Linked DNA regions of Mus musculus: all the other regions are linked to region 5. A link is a contact called in public Hi-C and HiChIP or PLAC-seq data. All regions are on one chromosome and are shown on one strand. Each heading gives the region's core, a stretch centred on a gene start, on an enhancer-like site or on the middle of the called end of the contact. The rest is flanking DNA. Distances are from core to core; before and after follow the strand shown. Region 1 has its middle 51 kb from the start of Gm39910. Region 2 has its middle 8.9 kb from the start of Gm31413. Region 3 has its middle 12 kb from the start of Gm39911. Region 4 has its middle 28 kb from the start of 3110099E03Rik. Region 5 has its middle 52 kb from the start of Gm31590.

Region 1 (2,703 bases), core at 45-2,544, 400 kb before region 5:
AGAATAGACAGTAGCTCATCATTTTTGCCACCTACCTTAAAATATCTGCATTTTCTCTGTTTGAAAATAATATAAACTTGTGATCTAATTGATGTCATAACTTCGATTCATCGCCACATTCATTGTAAACAAAGAGGCTCTGAATAATGAACAAATGCTGATTGTTCTCCAGAAGAAAGGTCATAATGTGTTATATTTACATTTATGTCATGTCTTATTACTAAATCTGTATAAACCATCTCCCTTCATTATTTCTGAATGGGAGACTGATGATAAGTGCTATTTTCAAGATTTTTTTTAATCCTTCTTATTTGTCTAGCTAATTTGTGTGCTGAAACATTGCAAAGCTAACTCTGTGTTTGGCTTGTTAAGTTATTAGGGATTTGTAGCACCCTAAAATCAAGAGTGAGATCCTAAGTGTAACATTTGCATGGGTCGACAGCTTCAGGGGAGGGAGGTCAGCTGTCCCAGAGAAGGAAGAGGAAATCTGTCTGCCTGCACTTAATTTGCTTTGAATAATAGACATTGGGCTTAGAATTGGAAATGATTTGGTATTAGGTTAAGCAGCAGGGAAGCTTATGGCTTATTATTTTTACCCTGGATACAACTGAAGGAATGGGTGAGTAATGAAAGTGCCTCAGATCACCATAATGCTACCAGGCACTGACTGCATCACATGTGCCAGGACCACAGTGCAGGTTTATCAGCTCAGGATGGCCGGCAAGCTAATACAAACTATACACACTCAGATTGCTCTAATCTTTATTGGTTCTGCAAATAGCTACCAGCATGCAGTTCCGTTCCCACTTTATAGGTTCTATGGCCCTGACTCCAGGCCCTACCTTCAATAGAAAAGAATTTACATCAAATGTATCATGTTATGATAGGGAAATAAAATTGTACCCGTGACACCTAACAGTCCCTGACATTAACATTGTGCTTTTGCTCCTAGGACACCTGGAGAGTGATTTCTTACCAAATAGAAGCCTATGGAGTTTTCTCTCTTTCTCTGTCCCTCCCCATCCATTCCAGTGAGCTCAGCTTGCTCTCCTTTCTCATTTGCTGTGTTCTGTCCCCTTGTTTAAACTAAAGAGAATACAGGATCAGTCCTCTTTTTTCCTCATGTATAAAGTCTCTTCAGAATTGAATTCAATGAGATTGTGTTTGTTACAATGAACTCAGATTGTTCAATGGTGCAGATTTAAGAAATGCTGAAAAGAGTTCAGAGTGTGCAGGGTGGGGGCTGGCCGTGTGGTGGGGGAAGCAGAGTTTTACACATCACCATATTTGTTAAGGTCTAAAAGCACTGAAAGGGATTTGTTCTGTTTGTGTAAAGGGCCTCCGTGCTCTGGGTCTCTAAGAAGTCATGCCAAGCTTTTTAGCCAATAAGCTTTTCCCTGATTTTGGGCCCGACATGACCAAACACAGGACCCTGGGACCTGGGTTCTCAGAGACTAAGCCAGTACTGCAACACAGTGTCTAAGAGTATACTAACCACACAGTCTACTTTTGTTAGTTCAAGTGCTAATATTACTACATGAAATGGGAGCATTGTTTCTGTATTATTTTACTTATCAAATTAACTGTTATCAAAAGATCTGAGATCTCCTAAGATGTTGGTCTTTAATCCACAAGGTGAGCTAAGCAATCCCTAGAGTCATTGACAATCTAGAAGGGCACTCCAATCCATAGGCTTGCACAAAAGTTATGAATGGCTACTTGTAGTCAGGCTTTTATGGCAGGACTGCACTATCTATCACCTTATGACTGAAAACTATACAGTTTCATTGTACTATTTCCATAGCTCATAGTGAAAAAGACTCAAAATTAGCTCACGAGTCTTTGTCAATATCTTGGGACTAGAATGGAATTATTTTCTGTTGTAAAAATATCCAGTCCAATCCAAATCAAAACTTTGTGTTAAAGCTTGCTCCCCTACTTGAACCCATGCCTGCTTTGCAAGTGGAAGGTGAACGGGATGTGTTTCTCCATTTGACCTCTCTCCTTACCTAATATAACTTCTGTTTCAGTATCTTCCAAAGCTTCAGTAGGGGACAGTGTGACGGAGAAAGATGAAAAAGGCCAAAGCTGTTTCTTTTAATGTTCATGTAATGCAAACTCAGATTCTTCATTTCATCGTGACTTCGTGGCTCTTTGAAACTTGTGCAGCACGGGCAAGGAAGAAGGAGTCAACAATCTACACCAAAGCTATTTTTTTTTATTCTTCTTCAGCTTTCAGTGCTTTGTTCAGGGACTTTAGTCTCCAGCAAGCAACAATCAAGCACAAAGACCATTGTAAATGGTTCTGCTCACCAACAATACAGACATGCAGTGACCAAGCTCAGCTTCAGTACATCTCAAACTCCAGAGTGAAAGTCATTGTTGCCAAGACTCTTGCTCCATCCTCTGCTATCCCTCAAGGGAAGCCCCATGTATCACAGCATGGGACTAATATATCTCTTAGAGATGATCCTCATGAAGCTGCACTGGAGCTATCTCATACAGCTTGTGTAAACAGAACACACAAACTAATCACATTGGACAATTCCATTCTGAAGAAATGGCTATGAGAAAAATTAAGGAAGCAGAAAGCTAACTAGAGGGTGTGTAGAATTTGAGAGGCGGTGGATTAAGGCAAGATGGTGATGAGTTTCTTTGTGGGAGGTAATAAAAATGTCCAATAAAATTGTGATGGTTGTACAG
Region 2 (2,700 bases), core at 76-2,575, 470 kb before region 5:
GACAAAGTTGTAACAGCAGCCCTTAAGGAAAGTAGGACTTTAAGAAGGCTGTTTTAGACTAGTTTGTTCAGTGTGGAGCCTGCCAAGAAATATGTCTGAATTGGGTGGTAGATGCCTTTATCCCAGCACTTAGGAGTCAGAGACAGGCAGACAGAGCTCTGTGAAGTCAAGGTCAGTTTCATCTACATAAGAAATTCTAGGACATAGCAAAAACTACATAGTAAAATCTTGCCTGAAAAAAAAATGAAGGAAATAAAACAGAAAAGTAATATTTCTGGATGGCACTGAATTTGACCTAAGTCATATATCACCCAAATGTCCATCAGTGCTTCTCTTCCCACAGAACCCTTTGAATACCTGTTTAATTGCATTTAATTATCTCTCAAGTGGTAGATAACTCCAAATTATCCTAGACTCCTTTCATTACCTCTTAAGGATAAGTGCTGTGTGTCACTCCAGTATTCTGAGTCTAATAGTGAATCCTAGCCCAGAAATCCACCAATGCTCTGCCTTCAGTATCACTCATTGCTTAGAAACTCTTCTCTTTCAAGTGATGCTAAATACCATGGAAACCAATGATAGGAAGCTCTGGGCTGTTTACACTTGTAAGGATCTGAGCCTAGCTCATTCATTCCCAAAGCCAAAGAGAGGGCCAAATAAGTGAATCTTCCCAAAAGGAAAAATGGGAGCTTCCCTGATTAATAGCTGAGATGCAGGGTATCTGAGAAAAGTAATTAGAGGAATGCATTATCTGGAGACATTTCCTGCCACCCTCCAGCTGATGACTGAGAAAGCCCAGAAGGCGCTCTCCCTCAAATGTGGCCTACGTCAATGGCACATTTCTGCATTGTCAGGCTGAAAGCCATCGATAGTCATAAAGAGAAGGAGGTGTCCTCGTTGGGGGTGTGTTGATGGATCTCATCCAGAACATCAGAGGTGATCCCTGGGTTGCTCGGATGTTGGACACTTTGGGGTCTGGTGACGGTGCTTCTGCGTCTAAATCAAAACCATCCTCCCTGTGTCATTCAGCACATTACATAATATGAGTAAGGCTGTCTACATGCATAATTATCACTGCTCATGAGAAACAGGCCCAAAAGAAGTCTCTGACCTTGCGCTGATAAATTGTGCTCGAGGAACGAGGGGCTCAGAACTGCCAGTCTTAGTTACAGGCCCTGAAAAATTAAATTGGACTGAAGGAAAATCAGGCTTCTGCGTGGTCCATTTCTCAGTAGGGTGATACTCTAATCTATTGAAGGCTGCTCCCAGAGACCCCAGTTCAGACCCTACCTCTACTCATCAGTCAGCACATCGTTCCCGGCACTAAACGACATGCTTGTAATTTCCAACCTGACTGGAATTAGCTCCTGAGAAGAGCCGGGAGGCAGAGGCCAGGGGGAAGGAAGTTAGAAAGAAATGGCTCAAAAAGCACTCTTTCTAAATCAGAACCATCTGCTGGAGTCATAAATGGTTTTAAGTAGAACTCAGCGACAAGCGAGTTCACAGAGAAGTAAAGCAATGGAGCCACCCCTCAAGGAAAGGTCCCAGGTAACAAAACCATATTGCCATAGATTAGAGCAAACTTTTGAACCTGCTTGGTGGCTGACACTTGGCATTTGTATTTGGATCCTATTACAGAGAGCCATGTAGTACTAAGGACCTCTGTGTGTCATTATGAAACACTGGGGCGGGACTTGGCTACCTTACATAGACTTGTCATCATTCATTAATCTCACAGAAGACCCTTCAGACCATGGTTCCTCTGGGAGCTTTCCAAGGGGGAACAAGCAATGGGGACACACCACTCCTCAGCTCTGACAAAACCTCCATTGTAACTTCTGACATCTTCCTAAAGTTCTGGAACAGATGAAATCATAAAACATAGAGTCGATAATCTAACAAAGAGTGCCACCTTCTACCTCCCTGGCTGTTGAGGTGTCAATGGGTAGTTTTAAAAAAAGATCGCAACAGGGCCTTCGAGAGGAGTGTGTAGGTAAAGGCACTTGCCACCAAACCTGATAATTTGACTGCAGTCCATGGGACTCACTTCTCACATGGTGGAAGGAGGAGAAACAGACTCTCAAAAGCCCTCCAGTCTCTATACACATGCTTTGGCACACACACACGGGGGGGGGGGGGGCGGCGTCGGGGGCGTTGTAAAGACAGAGACAAAGAGAAACAGAGAGACGACAGAAAGACAGAAAGAGAGAGAGACAGAGAGAGAACAATATATAAACAAATTTTTTTTTAATTTACAAACAAATCTTTATGCAAACATTCTAGAAGGAAATCAGAAGATTCTCCGCACTACTTACCTCTTGTGTACAGGCCTCCCAAACTTGCATGACAAAGAAAAACCATTTTGTTGGGAAAACACAACAGAGAAACAAACAAACCTTGGGAACAGCAAGAATTAAATAACATTGTGGTGGTAAGCAAATAAAATAATAAAATAAAAGAGTAAACTAAAATCAAAGCAAAGCCAGCCTCATAGCTTTCTCTCACTGTGTGGTGGAAAAGTGACCTGAGAGGAGAAGGAGGCTGCTGGAGAAAAGAGAGTGGGAAGAGCAGGGAGGGAAGAAGGGACGACGAGGTAGACTGCACTGGGGACATGATCTAAGCATGTATACAAATGTGTGGAGATGTCAGAGTGAAGGCTATTTTACTTTAAACAACCAACATACATAAATAATTACAATA
Region 3 (2,790 bases), core at 15-2,514, 320 kb before region 5:
AGTGAGAAGGTCAATGGCATGTTAATAAGGCCCAGTTACGCTCGTGAATTGTTAATTATTTTGGTGTGTTAAATGTTCTTGAAATAACACACAATGAGATGTCTTTCTGCATACATATACATATCATGATGCTCATATGCTCTGAAAGAAAGGGAGGGGAGAGAGAAATTATGTTTGTAGGACAACAAATTTTATTCACAAATAAATCATCAGCAAGGTGAGTCCATCTTTCACTGTAAGTAAAACTCACCAAAATATATGCATTTGATTGAATTTTGAATGGCTAAGCTGTATGTATTTTTTAAAGAAAATTTAAAAAAATGAATGTCAAAAATACAGGCCAATGTAGAAGAAAAGATTGTTATCTACAAATGTGCTATGAAACAGTTCTTTGATACGTGAATATTCTCTTCCTACCTCATAGCCGATGCACCTCTTTGTACACAGATATTTAAACATGGCTTAATGTTTAACCACTACATTTGCAAAGATAAAATAGCTTTATTTGCTGTCCTCAAAAATGATTTAGCTGCTTCCTAGGCGATTCTAAAACAATGCCAATTCATTCGGAGAAGAAAGAACAGGATGGCTTAGGCCAACTGCCCATAAATGTCAGCTGCACTTGCACAGGCTGAGATTAGCATGTCTGTCAGGTCAGGAGGGCATGGTCATTCCAGCTCAAAACTCCCAAATTCACTTACCTTTTGTTTGTCATCTCTTATGACATTTGAAGCTCAATTTGTGTGCCTGTCTTAGAATGTCTTATGTCATTGTTCGGTAACTTGGAGGAAGAAGGAAAGCACGGTGTTCTCCATGCTCCCAAAGGCTTTCTTACAAATGATATTTTCATAAGTGGAGTTTGAAGGGCTTCTCCAACGCGACCCAAAGTGCCTCTTGCAAACGGGATAGGAGTATGAGATATGAAAGGGTGGGGGAAGTCAGCCACACTTCTTCCACTAGTATCCTACTACCAGTCATTATAAATTTGTTTCCCCCCCACACACACACACACGTCTTGATAAGAACTCATAGATGCCTTTTGACATACATAAAACAGAAATACCCAATGTGAAAACAAAGGAACGTGTCCATGGCTAGTAATAACTCAGTAATCAGCAACTGCTCCCAGGGACACTGTTGTTTCGATCTGTTTCCACATGCAAACTTCTTTCTGCTTATAAATCAGGAGACTAAAGGGGAATAAATACATACACATCCCAGTGCTCCAACACCCATCCCAAGCAAGCCTCATCCTGTGTCACTACCTCAGTCATGCAAATTACACCAGAGCTGTCAGTTGACTAAGATTAATGACACTGCGCCAGCTTCTTTGTTTCTCTCTGCGGCCGTTTAGTGTGAAATACTATCCAAAAACATTATCTATCCTCGATTAATCCCACAAATTTGTTCACACGATGCACATTGTTTAGGGCAATTTACAACAGGAACATACTGAGCACAATTGCATTTAATTACTTGGGTTCTAATTACATTCATTAAAGGCTAATAAAATAAATGAAACAGCTTTAAAAGCTTCTGCAAAACACATGGGTCTTGTCTCCCTAGTGAAACATACAGTAGATGTTTGATGGGAAACACGGTTTGGGCTCTATATGTGTATTTATAGATCTACATACATACATACTCCGTGCAGTATAGAAAGAAGATTTTAAATCCTAAGCAATAAAGCTTCGACTGCTCTATGAATGCAATTATTTAATGAGTGGCTGACAGGTTTTAGGAGCCTAGCACTACTCCTTTTATTTTATGTGCAGAATAGAGAAAAACAAATCCATTTCAAAATCGCCTTTGAATCTTAATTGTTCCCACCTGCAGGGCCTGGATACCCAACTCTGGCTTTTCCCATGGCCACACTCAACAGGCCACTGACCAGCAAGACAGAAGTGTGCTTTACTCAAGCTGGCTCCTAGAGAACACTTCTATCACATTCAACCCCAAAACTCAGTTGGGACCGTTGGCTAATTCTCCTCTAACACTGTGGGAAAAGTGTGTAATCTAGTGTATGAAAGTCACAATTTAAGTCACACTAAATTGTTTTTCCTATAAGGGTTTTTGAAATGACCTCTGTGCGTATGTGTGTACATTATATGTATGTGTGCATGTTTTGCCCACATGTGTGTGGGTTCCATGTAAACAAAAGTGTGCATGTATGTGAAGGTTAGAGGGTGAGGTCATGGGTCTTCTAGCTCTCCACCTTTTATTTATTTTTTATTGTTGTTGCTTTGTTTCGTTTGAGGCCAAGTCTCTTGCTGACCATCAGTTGGTTAGACTAGCTGGCCAGCAGCTCTGGGGACCTGCCTGTCGCAGAGTTATAAGCATATGCTACCACATCTCTTTGTGTTTGTTTTGTTTAATTTTTCCATGGGTAGGCTCTGATAGCCTCATGCTTACAGGGTGAGGCCTTTGCCAGCTGAACCGGCTTTCTAGCACTCACACTTCCTTTTCAATGCATGATTGGACTAACCATTTTCATGTATATTTATTGTATGATGCGTTTGGGAAATAATTGAGGGAGAAAAATACATAAGATATCATTGTCGGTAGCTATGACAGAAACAAAAACAGAAACATAGGATTATAAATTCAGCAAAGCTGTCCAGTTTCAAATGGAGCTCTGAGTAGCCATCCAAGGACACGATCCAAGGACAAATGTCAGCTTAACTAGTCATGCTGTGTATCTTTACCTCCATGCTCTTGGCACGGAGCACGTGGACAACTTGTACCCAGTAAGGCTGGGCTGGGCCTGAAAACCTACTGTTAACATTTGGT
Region 4 (2,700 bases), core at 36-2,535, 380 kb before region 5:
CTTAGGAAACAGTCAGTACCAGCCTTTTTTTTTTTTTCTTTCCATCCCAGAATGCATTCGGAATGTTGGGGAGAGGTTTGCTGGGTTTACAGAGATGGGGTGGATCTCCATCTTACTATTTCAGATGAGGATGCTGTGTCAGGAGAGCTAGATAGCAGCTCTTTGGTCACACAACTGGATCTCTGACTCTGTTCAGTTATGTCTTTATAATAGTTCTCTGCTGTTCCTCAGTAATAGCAAGTAACATTTGTAATTAATGCAAGTCACTAAGAAAACCATTCTTACTCCTCCTAGCCAGAGAAGAGATCTTTACTGTTGATTAAAATGAAAGCAAATAGATCTCTTGTTCATTATAAAATACTGTCAAAAATCTACCATCCATAGAAGGAAAGAAACTACAACCACAAGTTGTCCTCTGACCTCCACCTTGTGCATGAGTGCACACACTCACAATAAATAATTAAAATATAATAAAAAGCTTTAAAATCTGCCATCCAAATTCTGAATCTCCATTGTAGAATAAAAGACAATGTTAATCAGTTAGTCTTTTTTAAGTTTCTATTCTTCTACAGAAGACTAAATGTGATTAATAATAATAATAATAATAATTCCTTCTACAGCCAAATATTGCGTGCATACATCAATTCTGTAGACCTTCCAGCTCACTGGGTTGCGGGAGATGTTGGCTTTATCTATCAGAGGATGAATGCACCTTGCCTATCAAAAACTAGCAAAAGGATCTCCAAAGCATACAGCAAGCCCTTTCCAGGTGACCAATGACAGATGTACAGTTGAAACTTGCTTTCTGTGCTCTGAGCTGGAGAAAAGACCACAGAGATACAAGCCAAAACCAACCACAGAGATACAAAACAAAACAAAAGGTAAAACTTAAAAAGAATACAAAGTCTTGAGTCCCTTTGGACATTTTCTTTCACCAACAGAAGATGGCAATGTGAGAGGATTCTGGCCACAGAAGAGAGCAACAAAAGCTGCATGGCTGATTTTTTTTTTTCCTACATGAAAAAAAGGAGAGTTTGTGCTGTGTAAACTGCACAGTCCAGATGGTGTTTTCCACCCTGCATGCTCTTCTGGTTGTGGCCACATCTTGCCTACGGCTTTTGTGGCAGGACACACTCTCCAGTCAGCAATTTCACCACTGCTTGGGTCCAAATGAGCTATGGAGAAAGAAATTAGGATGAATGGAGAGGCCACAGCTGGGAGAGATCAGCCACACTCAACAGGCCTTCTCCCACATGCATAAACACAGGAGAAGGGAGGAGGGTGGAGAAACCAAATCCTGAGGTTTCCAGGCCAGTGCTCCAGGCTGGCAAAGCCCGCCTAACCACATGACATGCGCCTGTAGGTCCTAACCCAATTGCAGAAAATTCCCCAAGTGTCTTTAAAAAGGCGGCTATTAAATTTCTCACCTAAAACACTCCAATGCTTTCTGATACCACAAAATATTTTTTTTCGAGCACTTAAACCGTTCCCTTAAATACCTAACTGAAAGGAGGGGACCATTTAGTGAGTTTATTCTTGTGTGGGAAAATATCTCCTTTAATAATGGACTGTGCTCGCTGGGTTTTAAGTTCCCGCTGTGGTTTTAAATCTCTATCTTCGCTCCAGTTTCTAGATGAAATTTTCTAGAAGTCAACAGTCACGTGGTCCATGACTCTACCCTGTTTATTAGAAGAAACATTAAAGCGTGTAACGTGTCTTTCAGAGCACACTTGCATTTGCACCTGAGCTGTAAAAGGAAACGAATGCCTGTAGCAATAGATTATGGCTTTTTAAGTACCACTTTCCTTGCATAATATAGCCATAAAAAAAGAAAACATGAGATACCAGTATTTTTTTTTAGAAGAGTAAGGAAATTTTTTTTAACTCTATAGTTGTTTACGTTCAACCAGCTGCTATTCAAACACCAAAATCTTTTATTCTTCTAGCTTTTTCTCCAAAAGAAAAGCATCTTACTTCCTGTCTTCTTTCTCATTCCTCTGTGTGACAAATCATGTGTGTCAAGTCAGCCCTTGCCAAGAGTGAAATAATTAACATGAATCAAAAATCTTCCCCGCCATTCGTTCAGTTCAAGATGCCTTTAATCCAACTGGGTCTTTTCCAGAAAGATGACACTAAATCTAAACATCAGATGCAAAGGCAAAGGCAGGTAAGCCTTCAGCATGTTCACCAGCGTATTTTATTTTAGAATGCATACTATGTGACAATATTGGGTCTACCTTCTAAAACTGAGTTGACAAAACCAGTAATGCACTCTCCAGTCCTTCTCATCAATTCTATTAAAATAATAGCAAAGGTGACAAACCAAAAGAGGAAATGCCAGCAAGGCAGAGATGGCAAGGAGGAAACCAAGAACCGCTCTCATGTGCTTCTCCTTGCATGTGCTGACTGGGTAGGAGAAAATGTACTGAGACTTGAAGTTGTTCCCTCCCTAGGAACCAGCAATTCTGTGTCCAAAATTTTATTCTAAATCTAAGGGTCAAATAAACATTTCTGGAATTTGTTTTGTCTATAGTGTTAAAAAAAAAAAAAAGAAACTGTGTCAGTGTCCGTAAGAAAAAGACCTAGCGAGAGTACCGCACGGGAGGCTCTAATGGATTGACTAGCGACACTAGGAACACGGAGAGAGCCAGGAATTGGGAGGGCAGAAGCAGACAGAGCTTTGAGTTTAAGCCCAACCTG
Region 5 (2,700 bases), core at 92-2,591:
GTGGAAGGAGAAACCATCTGTAAGCAGTGTGCCCCTGAGGGTGGCTAGCGAATTGGGACACAGAGGCTGGGGACATGTCAAATATGGCAGATTTTGTGAAAGGGTCTTTCTGAGGTACACTTTAAGGAAAAGGGGTTGGGGCACTGGGAAGAGTCTAGAATCTTTCCGAAATGCACCTCTTTTTCTGGTTGTCCCAGAGCAGATGGGAGTCTCTTGTGCTTGCCTCTGAGAAAGATTAAATGAACACTTCTGTCATTTGAGGGAGGTGGGACACAGAGAGGTGGAAATACTCCAGACAATGGCCTCTGGCCATGGAGGGCTCCCTCCCAGTGCCCGATCCCCTGCGGAACTCTGCTTACCTTTGTAGCTGGTATTTCATCAGAAACCAGTGGAAGGTTCCTGGCTAGACGAAAAAGACCCGGAGAATCAACGTCTCTTGGATCTACTCCGAGGCTAAGAAACATTACAATAAAATTTACAGCGCCTTTAACAACTCGCAAGTAAAGCATTAAAATTCTCTTTAATTGAGAAGATATTGATTTTCAAGTCTAGAAAAAGCGAAATCGTAATTTAGTGGCAAACTTTTAGGCGAGAATATAGCGAGTTATGTCGCCATATAATGGATCCACTCTTAATCCACACACAACGTCACATCTTTAATTGCCCTACTTTGTGAAGTGATAAAGACAAAAAGGTAACCCGATCAAGGCAAATGCTTTATTTAAAAAAGATCTAGAGAAAGGATCTAGAATAATTTTATTTTCCGTTTATGTATAAAAAGAATTGTCTATCTTCTTTTTTTTTTTTTTTTTTGAAGTAGGGGAGAAAGGTCCAATGGGGAGAAAAGAAATAAAAAGAACGGAAAACCACAGACCAGTCTAAAAGCCACTCACGGTAGCAAATCCGTTGATATTCTTTACCGAAGGAGGAACGAAGCCAACGCATTTAGAGCAAATGCATTCACAGGCAAAATTGCATCCTCTGTGAACGAAACAAACCTAGGTCTATTTTGTTACTTTATTCCCGGGTCTTGGGGAGGGGGCGGGGTGTACAGAATCCATTGGTGGATAGAGGAGGGGAAGAAAATCAGACTTTCTGTTATTTCTGTATCGGTTTTTGGTATTATAGAGGAGTGAAGAAGTTTTTGTGTGGTGGTTTTTCATTGATCAGTCACTCTGAGCTAATGTAATTATCCTCATCAATAGGACGCTGCAGAGAGAATCATTATGTGGGTGACATTGATAAATGACCGCCCAGGAACGGCCCTCTCTCGGGCAACCCCCACATCTGACCCTCCCACACACACAATGTAGTCATAGAAACACCTACAAGGACCTAGAGCGCCGCCCAGCCAGAGGCCGGAGAGGGAAGAAAAGCCTCGGGCGGCGAGGTGGGGGCAGGAGAGGGGGCTTGTCCAGATCCCAAACTGTTGCAAGACAAAACCAGCCAGCCCCATGCGGGACAGGCGGAGTGGCGGGAGGGGGGACTATCCCCACGGGGCCCCCCAGCTGCCCAAGCAGAGTTGCCTACAACAAAGTGCAAATCTGCCCTGCAGACCGGTCAGTCCATTCCTCCTCCACACCTTTCTCCCACGTGCGAACTCACTCCAGGCTACCAAGAGATGCTTGGCCAGGCACACCCTGAAGGAGGATTGGCAAAGGAGTTTAAGGGTCAGGCCATCAACTTGCAGACGGCGAATTCTCACGCGCAGCCCCCCTCCCCTGCGTTCAAAACACCTCAAACACACAACAAACAAAACCAAATACCACAAAGGCAGAGACTGGGCGACACCTCCCCTCTGGCGCTCCTGTGTTATTTCCTGAGTGACCCCTTCTTTTCTCTTCACCTCCTAACCCAGAGCCTCTGATTATGAGATAATGGATTTTGTGATTGTTCCTGTCAGGGGGAAAAAAATTCCCCCACCGAACCCCGCGTTTTTATCTTTCCACTGTTTTATTTAAGCCAATGGGAAAGTATTGAGAACGGTAATTGATTCATAATGATCCATAAATCGGTGTCGGAAAGTGGGGGTAGGGCGGTGGTGCGAAGAGAAGGGGGCGATGCTGTTTATTTATTTTATTTCTAAAGCCTCAGCTAAAGTAGCTTTGACACTGTTGGGGCTGGAGGGGAGGGGCCGCTGGGCTCTGCCGGATCATCCATCATTCCTGTCACCCAGAGTCTGCCCGGAGGAGCAGTAGACGCAATCTCCCTTCTGTCTCTACAGCGAAACTATTAATATTAAAACCTCCCTTCAAACACTGCCCCGACGGTCCCCATTCTCATCACGATTTGACCGCAGAGTCCAGCGCTGCACCTTTCTCCAGCCCCGCTGGGACTGCGGGGGGGCTCCCCACGCGCACGACGCCCGAAGTTGATCACTGAAAAAAAAAAAAACAAAAACAAAAACAAAAAAACCACCACGGTTGCTTGTCCCCCTCCATCCGTTTGCAGCAGGTTCGTCCATACAACAAACACACTCGCGACGGGGAGGCCGTCTGCACGCACGACCACAGGCATGATCCTCCTTGTTCTTGGCTTGTGCCACAACTCCCCTGTCCCTGGACCACAGGGTGACCGCTTAGTTCGGGCCACTCGGCCATTTAAACAGCTCGAAAGAGGACCTTCTGGCAAAGTGGAGACTTGTAGCAGAGGTCCAGGTTCCTTATCAAATTGCTGGCCTGCAAGACTAATGGAGAATTT

What was found. Hi-C and Micro-C count contacts between places; a contact is called where the count stands out from the background. HiChIP or PLAC-seq counts read pairs in DNA pulled down with a chosen protein or histone mark.
Region 1: a contact with region 5 is called in an H3K4me3 HiChIP or PLAC-seq map of embryonic forebrain, with 5 times the contacts expected there. The contact joins two enhancer-like sites. A contact is called at or near these places in 2 of 484 Hi-C or Micro-C datasets (neural progenitor cells and uterus), 1 of 115 datasets of contacts at active chromatin or transcription factors (embryonic forebrain) and 1 of 9 other capture datasets (embryonic stem cells).
Region 2: an H3K4me3 HiChIP or PLAC-seq map of craniofacial prominence shows a contact between it and region 5, with 5 times the contacts expected there. The contact joins two enhancer-like sites. A contact is called at or near these places in 7 of 484 Hi-C or Micro-C datasets (the N1E-115 cell line, cortical neurons, nephron progenitors and 1 more), 4 of 115 datasets of contacts at active chromatin or transcription factors (craniofacial prominence, embryonic limb bud, embryonic stem cells and 1 more) and 1 of 9 other capture datasets (embryonic stem cells).
Region 3: a contact with region 5 is called in an H3K4me3 HiChIP or PLAC-seq map of neural tube, with 3 times the contacts expected there. The contact joins two enhancer-like sites. A contact is called at or near these places in 11 of 484 Hi-C or Micro-C datasets (the HPC-7 cell line, brown adipocytes, cochlea and 8 more), 9 of 115 datasets of contacts at active chromatin or transcription factors (craniofacial prominence, embryonic basal ganglia, embryonic forebrain and 6 more) and 1 of 9 other capture datasets (embryonic tail).
Region 4: a Hi-C map of nephron progenitors shows a contact between it and region 5, with 4 times the contacts expected there. The contact joins two enhancer-like sites. A contact is called at or near these places in 1 of 484 Hi-C or Micro-C datasets (nephron progenitors), 2 of 115 datasets of contacts at active chromatin or transcription factors (embryonic forebrain and neural tube) and 1 of 9 other capture datasets (embryonic stem cells).

The regions. Positions count from the first base shown.
Region 1 is chr2:115,459,532-115,462,234 of GRCm38.p6, forward strand. No RefSeq gene overlaps it. Among named protein-coding and RNA genes, the nearest start is that of Gm39910, 51 kb to the left of the region's middle. Within about 2 kb of position 1,295, at least 21 of the 459 cell types and tissues checked have an H3K27ac peak or open chromatin away from gene starts, as enhancers often do. A contact at or near this core is called in embryonic forebrain, where this site is marked.
Region 2 is chr2:115,390,911-115,393,610 of GRCm38.p6, forward strand. No RefSeq gene overlaps it. Among named protein-coding and RNA genes, the nearest start is that of Gm31413, 8.9 kb to the left of the region's middle. Within about 2 kb of position 1,326, at least 16 of the 459 cell types and tissues checked have an H3K27ac peak or open chromatin away from gene starts, as enhancers often do. A contact at or near this core is called in craniofacial prominence and nephron progenitors, where this site is marked.
Region 3 is chr2:115,537,242-115,540,031 of GRCm38.p6, forward strand. No RefSeq gene overlaps it. Among named protein-coding and RNA genes, the nearest start is that of Gm39911, 12 kb to the right of the region's middle. Within about 2 kb of position 1,265, at least 21 of the 459 cell types and tissues checked have an H3K27ac peak or open chromatin away from gene starts, as enhancers often do. A contact at or near this core is called in neural tube, where this site is marked.
Region 4 is chr2:115,482,411-115,485,110 of GRCm38.p6, forward strand. No RefSeq gene overlaps it. Among named protein-coding and RNA genes, the nearest start is that of 3110099E03Rik, 28 kb to the right of the region's middle. Within about 2 kb of position 1,286, at least 30 of the 459 cell types and tissues checked have an H3K27ac peak or open chromatin away from gene starts, as enhancers often do. A contact at or near this core is called in nephron progenitors and neural tube, where this site is marked.
Region 5 is chr2:115,858,155-115,860,854 of GRCm38.p6, forward strand. No RefSeq gene overlaps it. Among named protein-coding and RNA genes, the nearest start is that of Gm31590, 52 kb to the left of the region's middle. Within about 2 kb of position 1,342, at least 73 of the 459 cell types and tissues checked have an H3K27ac peak or open chromatin away from gene starts, as enhancers often do. A contact at or near this core is called in craniofacial prominence, embryonic forebrain, nephron progenitors and 1 more, where this site is marked.